Regions from separate parts of the Zea mays genome. Here regions 2 and 3 are each linked to region 1. Evidence: chromatin contacts called from public Hi-C data. All regions are on one chromosome and are shown on one strand. Each heading gives the region's core, a stretch centred on a gene start, on an enhancer-like site or on the middle of the called end of the contact. The rest is flanking DNA. Distances are from core to core; before and after follow the strand shown. Region 1 has its middle 20 kb from the start of LOC100194141. Region 2 holds the start of LOC100383867. Region 3 holds the start of LOC100276256.

The links. A called contact is a pair of places that touch in the nucleus more often than the background predicts.
Region 2: a contact with region 1 is called in a Hi-C map of leaf, with 1.9 times the contacts expected there. The contact joins the promoter of LOC100383867 here to the enhancer-like site in region 1. A contact is called at or near these places in 8 of 25 Hi-C or Micro-C datasets (ear, leaf, root tip and 2 more) and 1 of 3 datasets of contacts at active chromatin or transcription factors (leaf).
Region 3: a contact with region 1 is called in a Hi-C map of bundle sheath, with 6 times the contacts expected there. The contact joins the promoter of LOC100276256 here to the enhancer-like site in region 1. A contact is called at or near these places in 16 of 25 Hi-C or Micro-C datasets (bundle sheath, ear, endosperm and 4 more) and 1 of 3 datasets of contacts at active chromatin or transcription factors (leaf).

What each region holds. Positions count from the first base shown.
Region 1 is chr4:149,431,500-149,434,687 of Zm-B73-REFERENCE-NAM-5.0, forward strand. No RefSeq gene overlaps it. Among protein-coding and RNA genes, the nearest start is that of LOC100194141, 20 kb to the right of the region's middle. Within about 2 kb of position 1,657, at least 17 of the 20 cell types and tissues checked have an H3K27ac peak or open chromatin away from gene starts, as enhancers often do. A contact at or near this core is called in bundle sheath, ear, endosperm and 4 more, where this site is marked.
Region 2 is chr4:149,640,153-149,643,340 of Zm-B73-REFERENCE-NAM-5.0, forward strand. LOC100383867 reads left to right here and starts at 1,529. Exons shown (of 20, transcript NM_001362217.1): 1 at 1,529-1,668; 2 at 2,772-2,848; 3 at 3,113-3,188. The coding sequence starts at 1,621.
Region 3 is chr4:149,287,712-149,290,899 of Zm-B73-REFERENCE-NAM-5.0, forward strand. LOC100276256 reads right to left here and starts at 1,545. Exons shown (of 8, transcript NM_001150088.1): 1 at 829-1,545. The coding sequence starts at 1,133.

The sequences.
Region 1 (3,188 bases), core at 407-2,906:
TGAATTGGTCCTTTTCAGAACAATGCACCTCCAGTACTTATGCTTGTTCTGACGTGTCTTTATACTTTATACAGGCTTACACAGACCTGTTTTGATAAGAGCCGAGCAGCGATGCTTCCATTTCGGACCACGACCTAGCTAAAGGCTAATGGTTTGAAATATCTGAAGTACCGAAGACAGGGCTAGCTCCTCGTTTTTTGTCATGTCAAATAAATTGTGTATGATTGCAACAATATTGGCAAAATATCGTTGTACTTTATATTTTGATATACTGTGAACAAAACAAGTGTCCTATGAGACCATCCTGATTTATGCATTTTCAAACTAAATTTTACGACACTTCTTGTTGTGTTTTATGCTTCCATTAAAAACAGTCTTACTGTGTTTTACGCCAAATTTATGACACTTTTTGATGTGTTTTACAGCAATCTCTTGCGAAGTGAGATTGTGTGCGTGTTTTACACTAAATTCCGTACTCATTTACGCTGTTTTAGCTCACGTTTTACGCTGAAATCATTCGAGTCAGAACTCGCGCACGATCGGCTGCACGCGATTTTCACGCCGTAATTTTGGGCCTCGTTTGCTGTTACAAAACATATATAGGATTTACGATAAATTCGGTACTCATTTACGCTGTTTTGGTTCATGTTTTACGCTAAAATCTATCCGAGTCAGAACCCGATCATGATGGGACGCGCGAGATTTTTACGTCGTAATTTTCGGATCGCGTTCGCCATTTCAAAACAGATCTACCATTTACGCTAAAATTCGTAATCATTTACGTTGTTTTGGTTCATGTTTTACGCTAAAATCTATCCAAGTCAGAACCCGATCACGATGGGCCGCGCGAGATTTTTACGCCGTAATTTTCGGGACGCATTCACCGTTTCGAAACAAATCTACGATTTACGCTAAAATTCGTAATCATTTACGCTGTTTTGGTTTACATTTTACGCTAAAATCTGTTCGAATAAGAACCCGATCACGATGGGACGCGCGAGATTTTTACGCTGTAATTTTCGGGCCACATTCGCCGTTTCGAAACAGATTTACGATTTACGCTAAAATTTGTAATCATTTACGCTGTTTTAGCTCACGGTTTACGCTGGAATCCGCCCGAGCCAGAACCAGAACCACATACTACATGATTTATGCTGTCAAGTACAAGTCATTATGCAGTCGTAAACGCTGTTCACAATGTCATATTCGTTCCACGTGATTCGGGCGTCAAAAGATTCCTTTATGCATGGTTTACGCATCTTTATCCATATATATATGCATTCGTATATTGCATGGCTGAGCAAGCACGTGGGTGCTGGGCCGACCGCGTCCTGGTTGGGGCTTCCATTAGTAGGGGAAGCCCAGGGCTTCCATTACCTCTTCCCTATATATATATATATATATATATATATATATATATATATATATATATATATATATATATATATATATATATATATATATATATATATATATATATATATATATATATATATTGCCAAAGCGAGCACAAGCAACGCTAGCTCACACCGCCAGTGCACAACAGAAAGGCGCTATATTGGGGTCCTGAAAAATACTAGTAGTACTATGCAGATCACATCCCTCCCTACCTCTAGTGCCAAAGAACCACGCACTCATGTGCAGTGTGTCTTGCTTTTTGCACACATCCAGATTCGCGTCCTTCGGGCGAGGTACGTTCTGTAGATTCTGTTCTTTCTTCGGTGCTGCGCTGGAGGTGACGTCATCCAGAAAGCATGGTGGGCACTGGGCACTCGGGCTGCCCACCTCAACAACTTTAGCTTTGGAGGTACTTGCTTCAAAGTGGGTTTTTGTGTTTTCACAACTAAATTGATAAAGTTAGTAAGTAGGTTAACACCCACATATATAGTACGTATCTAATGCACTGCTATCTACGATGGCCAAGCTTATTCCTTTTATAATTTTAAAAAAAAAGGAAATTGTGACCCTTCTTTGTGTGTGTACGTAAATTTGTTAACAAAAAAAAAGGTAAAAAAGAACGAATCGTACCAATTGTGAAACTAGACACAGCTCATATATGAGGCCGCCTTCTATGCTGCACCTTGAAGAATTTTTTTTTAATCGGAAACCGCCGCTTACCGAGCGGGGATGGTAATCTGTGCATTGCATTGCACCCGAAGAAATGCGTCTTTTTCCACCACCTGGGAACATAACGGAAACCAGGTTATTTGAGTTTGTTTGTAGAGGGAAGTTCGTAATAAGAGGTGAGGTAGTGAATAGAACAGAAGAGGTGACGAAGATTAGCCTAAAGAACACTCTAGGAGGTGTAGCAGAAGCAGTAAGCATGGCACGCATAGTCATAGAGAAGGCAGCCCGCTTTGATTCGCGTTCACACTGACGCGAGAGAGACCCGAAAAGGAGGGTATCGATATCATGGCAGCCAGCCGGCCCGGTCCGGCAATGCGGTGCAGTGGAATCTAGGCCACTGCCGCGTCCGGCACACGGCAACGACCCACGACAGATAGATTCCTCCGGGCGGCCACACTTGGAGGTCGACACGACGACGGGATCCACTCGCCTCGGAGTCGGAGAGATTCGTCCAAGCGCCGCTGATCAGCAGATACTCTAATACTGTTGCACGCGTCGTTCTTCAGACTGTAATTTGATGTATGTATATATACAACATAATGCTCAAAATTTAAAACTAGTATTGAATTATCTAAATTTTAATGCTAGTTTAGGAATCCCATTTTTCATTTTTCAAAGGAAAAATAGTTCATTTTTTCTTACGAAAATAGAAATCCCTTAAAAATATAGTTATGCTTAGATATAGTATATCATGTAGTAAAATTCTGGAGCCGTCGCTGTCTAATCTAGCCTTGGTTGCTCGGATATCCATTCTTTCTGTCATGTGTTCAGCTGTTACAGGCTTTACAATCATTGTTACAGACGACACCTCTTGCATTGCGTTGCATTCCATGCGCTGCACGGAACACGGATGGTGGATCGTCCCATGGTCGTCCCGATCGTGACTGGAAGACAGACAGAAAGAAAGAAAAGCCGGGTAAATCGCGCCGATCGCGACGGGATTGCTTCCGCTGCAGTTGAGTTGCCCGCTCGCATCACATGGCGGGACGATTGATGGACCAGGAGAAGAGATAGGGGGTGGTGTGCTCGCCTGCCGGTGCCCACCAGTGCGACGCGACCAT
Region 2 (3,188 bases), core at 279-2,778, 210 kb after region 1:
AGCTTCCATAAACTTAAACTTGGCTCTATTCATAATCACATTAGGTTGTTATGATTCATAAAACTTTTCTTAATAGGAAATAGTTGATGACAAAGATCTTCCACAACATAAGAAAATTAGAAGGATCCAATCTCAAGCAAAAAGCAAAAAACGATGTACTCCCTCCGTTTTCCGTTCCTGATCTTAAGGTCACGATGGTTTTTTCTAAGTCAATGTTTTGAAACTTTGACCAACAATATCTATAAAAATAATTATTTTAATTACAAAAATTATATATAGTGGTAGATGTTTTAATAATAAATATAATAGTTCATTTTTATTTAGTAAATATTTATGAATATTTTGTTATTACCGATCAAAGTTGAAAACATTGACTTAGGACATACTTTCATGACTTTAAGATAGGGAACAAAGGGAGTATGTAACCAAGAAGACAAATTAAAGCAGTATCCTTTATAACCCTCTTGACTTGTTTGATATTTCTATAATTTCTGTTTTGTTGAACACCGAAACACTATATCTTTTGATGTATATAAGCATGTAGCTACATGGTCTTGATCATCTTATGTTATAAACCAACAGGACATAAGTAGTATCCTCCATAAGTTCTTTTCATTAATATTTTACAAATCTATATCTATACTAATATATTAAGAACCTAACGCGGCTTCACCCTCCGTCCTCCGCGCTACCACACCGTACAAAAAATAGTGCACAAAGCGAGCACTTGAACCCATACTCCTTCCTCCAAACATTTGGGGGTAACCAACAAACCACACATACCTTAGTGTTTATAAATAACCAATAATTATATTTGAATAAATATCTCAATACCTATTTATCTATACTACTCTATTAAGAACCTACCCTTCACACTGACACTCTGGGCCCACCCCACATGCCCCGACTGGTTCTCCTGTTAGCTCTCTGACTGGTTCTCCCGTATCTCTCTCAGCTACTACCATGTGAATCCCAGCTCCCACGTAGCCAGCTACCGCGTTTGCTCAGCATCCGAGCCCACCCACGCAACTATCATACCACCTAAAAAAAAGTGCATAGTGAGCACTCGAACCTACATCTCGAGCTCCAGAAATTTAGAGCTAACCACCAGACCACATATACCTTAGTGTTTATAAATAAACAAGAACTATATTTAAATAAATATTTTAAATTTATTTATGTGATATATAAAACCGTAGCAAAGCATGTATAACTGACTAGTCAAACTAAGATGGGATTTATATCATCGCTTCAACGATATCTACACTGGATTCCACGCCGCCGCGTCGTTTTCTAGTGTTTTTTGATTCGTGAGCCCGGCCAAGAGCCCGTGACCAGCTAAGTCGGCCCATCCCATTTTCCACTCCGGACTCGGTGAAATGCGGTTGGAGTTCAAAACTCAGCCCGACCCATCCAGCTCCGACACTGCACAGCCCGCACCACGCACCAGGACATCGCCACCGGCACCGCACTACGGCGTACAGGAAACCGGACGGACAGCTATGCCCGACCGCCTCCTTTCTGGTTCTCCTCCTCCCTCCTCCCTCCCGCGCAGATCTCCACAAGCTTCCAGAGAGCAGCAGCAGCAGCAGCTCGCCTCCACGCGACACGAGGACGGACATGGCGACCTTCACCAAGCTCGAGGATTCCCCCATGTTCCGCAAACAGGTGGCGTCCCTCGCTCTTCGCTCCTCTGCCCACGAGGCCTCCCTGATCCGGCCCCGTCGAGGCAATGTTTCGTGTTTCTTGGGATCTCGGTCGGTCCTACGTCGTCAGTTGGATTTGGGTGTGTCGAATGGAAGGATTCGGTCCGTTGTCGGAGTCTGGGTGGTTGTGACGGAGCTATGGCGGATTTGGATCATTTTGTGTGCGGCAGATCTCGACTTGGTAGCTTGATCCAGTGTGCCTCGGTCGTTTTGGGTTTGAAACACAGGGATTTCTCAGCAGAGTCGACGTTTTGACGTGATGCGTAATTATTGCTGCAATTCTGTGTTTGTTATGACGAATTGGGCATGTTAGTGAAAATGGGTCAATCATCGTCCGATATTTGGGATTGATTTCTTTGAAGGGGTTAGAACGCTGACAACGGCGCAGCTTTGACGATCAAATTGCACTGTTGCATTGCACAACATATTTGAATAGAAGGGGTTGATTTTATTTGAATTGAGCTCATGGATGGACCTGGTACAGAGGGTGAAGCTTTTGCTTGAGCAAATTTTCAGCCTGGTTGTAGTTGTTACAATGGTTTACTGTTCATTTTTATTTTTGCTGAGGACACTACTTTGCCCATTTTGAATTGATGGTTGCATTTTTTGTTGAATCACCTTCTGGAACAACAACAATCCATTTTTGTTGAATCAGTCTGCTGGGACTTTTATAATGAATATTGGACCCTCTTAAAAACATCCCCTCTATTCTGTTCCTTATATAAATCAAACAAAAAAGAAGAGGTGTAGGCATTGTGCTAAACAATTTTGCTGGGTAACTTGGCTCACTAATTTCTCTCCAAAGGGCAGACCTATTGACGTAGGGTCTAGAGAAGGGATAAACCCAGTCAAGCTTTCTCAAAGTACGGAGAGGCTGCTTAAACCCGTGACCTGGTGGGCTGCTTAAACCCGTGACCTGGTGCTGCACCAGGCCTTCCCTTCTAATTTCTCTCCAGAATCACCAAATTATCTCTCTTCGTTGCCCCAAAACCTTGTTTTTGAACTTCAAAATGAAACTATACATGCATTTAAATTATTGTCCCAACTTGTTTCCAATACCTGCAGGTCAATTCTTTGGAACATCTTACTGATGAACTGAAAGAACGGTGCTCAAACCTGCATAAAGGATGTAAAAGATTCATGTACATTTCTTTGTTGTCTCCTGTTCCACATTTGCAAACATTTGAGATGTTCTAACTGCACATAACTGGAGGCAAATGCCATAAATGCATACTGTCTTATTGCATAAGTTTCTGATAAGGCCCTTTCATAAAAATTCCTTTTAGTTCAAGAAATACATTCAGTATTTTTTCTTTACTTTGCTGTTCCAGGTTTCTTGTTTTAGTTTTTGTAATGTTCCATGAGCTAGTGCTCTTTTATTATGTTGCTAATTACCTTAGTTTCAGGGGATCACTTGATGAGGCATATGCAGGGGATCTATCATTTGCAGATTCTCTGCAAGCATTTGGTGCTGGTCTGGAT
Region 3 (3,188 bases), core at 295-2,794, 140 kb before region 1:
CCTCCATCCTGAATATAATGGATTTTCAGTTGGCTTAAGACAAACCATCCTAATTTTGACCAAATTTGTAGAAAAGAACAATAATATTTACAAGATCAAATGAACTTTATTATATATATTATGGTGTGCGAAAGGGTCTCTAGCCTAGTGGTTAAGGGTTTCCGAGTAGAACCTTCAAGTCTTGGGTTCGTTTCCCCTTGGGGGCAAATTTTCTAGTTTGGTTTAAAAAATCTCCTCGCTGTGTTCTATCCGCTCTCGGGTTACGATGTCCTGTGCGCCACCCTCTGGTTAGGCCGTTGCAGAGTGGACAGTTAACGTCGACCCGTTAGTGATGGGGGCCAGGGTTCAGGGATTTTTTCTCGGCCACGACCATTGTTTCGGTCTCTTCTTAATATAATACCAGGAGGAAGGTCATTCCCTCCCCGGTCGATTTTTTTTAAAAAAAAATCATTGGTGTCGTAGTCTCTAGATATTATTGCTCAGCTCTACAAACTTGGTCAAACTTAGGATTGTTTGACTTAAGACAACTGAATATCCATTATATTCCAGGACCGAGGGAGTGGTTATTTAGGCAGCACAAAATCTTGGCAGTTTGACCTCAACTTCAATGCATGGTCATGATCAAATTGTTAAGGAACTGAATAGTAAATATAGGATAAAAAGTCACATTATTAAGGTGAGATGAAAATAGCTACTTAATTCAGTTTTTTTTTCAACATTTATATGGCAGTATATCTTACAGTTCCATATATCTTACGTAATATTTGCAACAAAACTTTCCTCATCTTGGAAGAAAGTTAATTCAGAATAAATGGCAGTATATCTTACTTGTTGAGGCCATCATTCAACAATTGCAGCTCCGGATAGGACCACTCCACAGCCAACGGTGCAGTATACTTGAGGTTCTGGCAAGAAAACTCAGCACTCATGTTTGGTGAACCAGTGGATACAATCGTTGAAGTTGTAGTGTTCAACATCGCCATATTGCCATTCATTCCACTGGAAGTGTCTAGACAAACTGGTATGGCTCCTGATACACTAGTAACTGAACTCGTCTGAAATGAAACCACATGTTGGTTGCAGAATGAATGTGGAAATACCCCGTAGTGATTAGGATCTGTTGACATCTGCATGCCAGAAGTAATTTTGCTCTCCCACTTCGCCCTCACGAACACGTCATCAGGCTTCACAGGACACTTATAAGTTGTCAAGCCCTCTTGAAACTTTCTTCCAAGATGAGGAAAGTTTTGTTGCAAATATTACAGTTCCATTGTCAGAGAACCCAGATAAGCTCGGCAACCAGGGCTCCATAAACTCATCAAAGTAACCATGGATGTCATCCAAACTATGATGGTAATTTGCAAAGCTTGACTGAACAAATCTTTCTTCAAACAAAAGTACTCAGTTCTGAGAGACTTCCACATTAGACATGAAACAAGAAACATTGGTGAATCTGGTCCTCGGGAACAATAAAAAAGAGCTAGAGAATTTTTTATCAAACACGTAGAAGAGCTAAATATCATTATATTAAGAACTACAGATTCGACAGCTCACAAAGTAGTAAAATAATCACAATGCAATCCAATTCAAAATAAACTTCCAGCTGGTGAGCGAGAACCAACTTTTCAAAGAGAAGAACCAGTAATCACTTCACAAGAAGAAGAATACCATCCAATGCACAGTCAGTTTGTTTTTTATTGCAGTCAAATGTCCTCAATAACTAGGTACTCACATGGGTCTTACAAGAAGTGGCTAACCAAAGCTGGCACAACTAGATGGACTATCATTAGCACTTACATATACGAAAAAATAATTCAACCATGTCAGCAGCAGAACACTATAGTACACAGAGCAAGAGTCTTACATTCAGTACAAGTTAATTATATCAAAAGCACATCATAGAGACATAGATGAATTTACAAACACGAGTGCATGTTTCTGTTTGTAAAGATAGTACTAACATCATGGTAGGACGTAGGAGCGAGTTGTGGGACTTCTCAGGGGAATTGAACATGAGATTTTTCACCGCAACAAAGCACCAAAACTGAAACGAACTATCCAAAGTTGACGACACAAGGTTTTAATCATGCCTTCAGTCTTGACAAATCGAAGAGGAGATTAGCAAAATAACCTTTTGAAAACTAGCCTTCTCTAGGGACTGTACAATACCAACAGAAGCTAACAAGAAGGCAGAGAGTCCAAACCCTCCAGCACCTTCGGTGGACACTGGACACAGACACCTCAAGATGGAGACCGCTGCAGACAATAGATCGAACTGGTCGTACACTAGAGAAGCAGCACGGGAAGACTCGAACGAAAAGGAAGAAACCAAATCAAGCAACGATGATTACACGAAAGACGGTGGCCCCCAGGCGCTATCCGTGAGGAGCTCGCTTTCCACATCGAATTCCACGGCAGCCCGAGCGACCGCCAAGCTCCCTTCGTTCCACTAGGTCACGCAAACGAACGGAAAAAAAAAGCACTAACGCACGAGCGCAGCGGCCCGGCCGCCGGCCGGCACCAAATCGGGGTGTTTTCCGGATCACGCTACCGAACTCCATGAGCCCAGTAAATCAAGAAACGCACCTGTGCCGGAGCCGCAGCGCAGCAGCGGCAGAAGACGCAAGGGTGCAGGGGGGCGCAGCAGCTATAGCGATCGATCCTGCCGTGAATGGAGTGTGAGGTGGTGGTCTCTTCTTCGCCGTGCCGTGTGCTTGGTTGGCCTTCTTTAAATGGTGGTGCCGTCCGGCTTTGTGCGCTCCAATGGAAAAGGCAGGCAGGGTGCGGGGGAGAGGAGGGGAGAGCGCAACTAAAAAGCGGCGGCCCCGCCGACCCCAAAGGCGAGACGTTGCTCGTTTATATGCGCCCAAAAAGGAAGGGCCGGGGGCGGGCAAAGCGCAGTTCAGTTGCACAACTTGCGGCACACCGCAAACGAGCCGAGCCGCCGCTGCCGCCGCCGTGATGGCCCGAAGAGAGGAGGACGAGGGGCAGACGAGATCTCTTGGAATTCAGCGCTGCGGGATGGAAACACTGGCGCCGGGATTCCCAATGCCTGCCAAACAATTATTGCCACCATAAACTAACTAGTACTGCTAGTCTACTCTCTCTCTCTCTCTTTCTCTCACACAGCTTTTCTTTGTTTCGCTTCCACTTTTTCTAGCGAGGAAAAGAATCGAGCACTCGTCGTC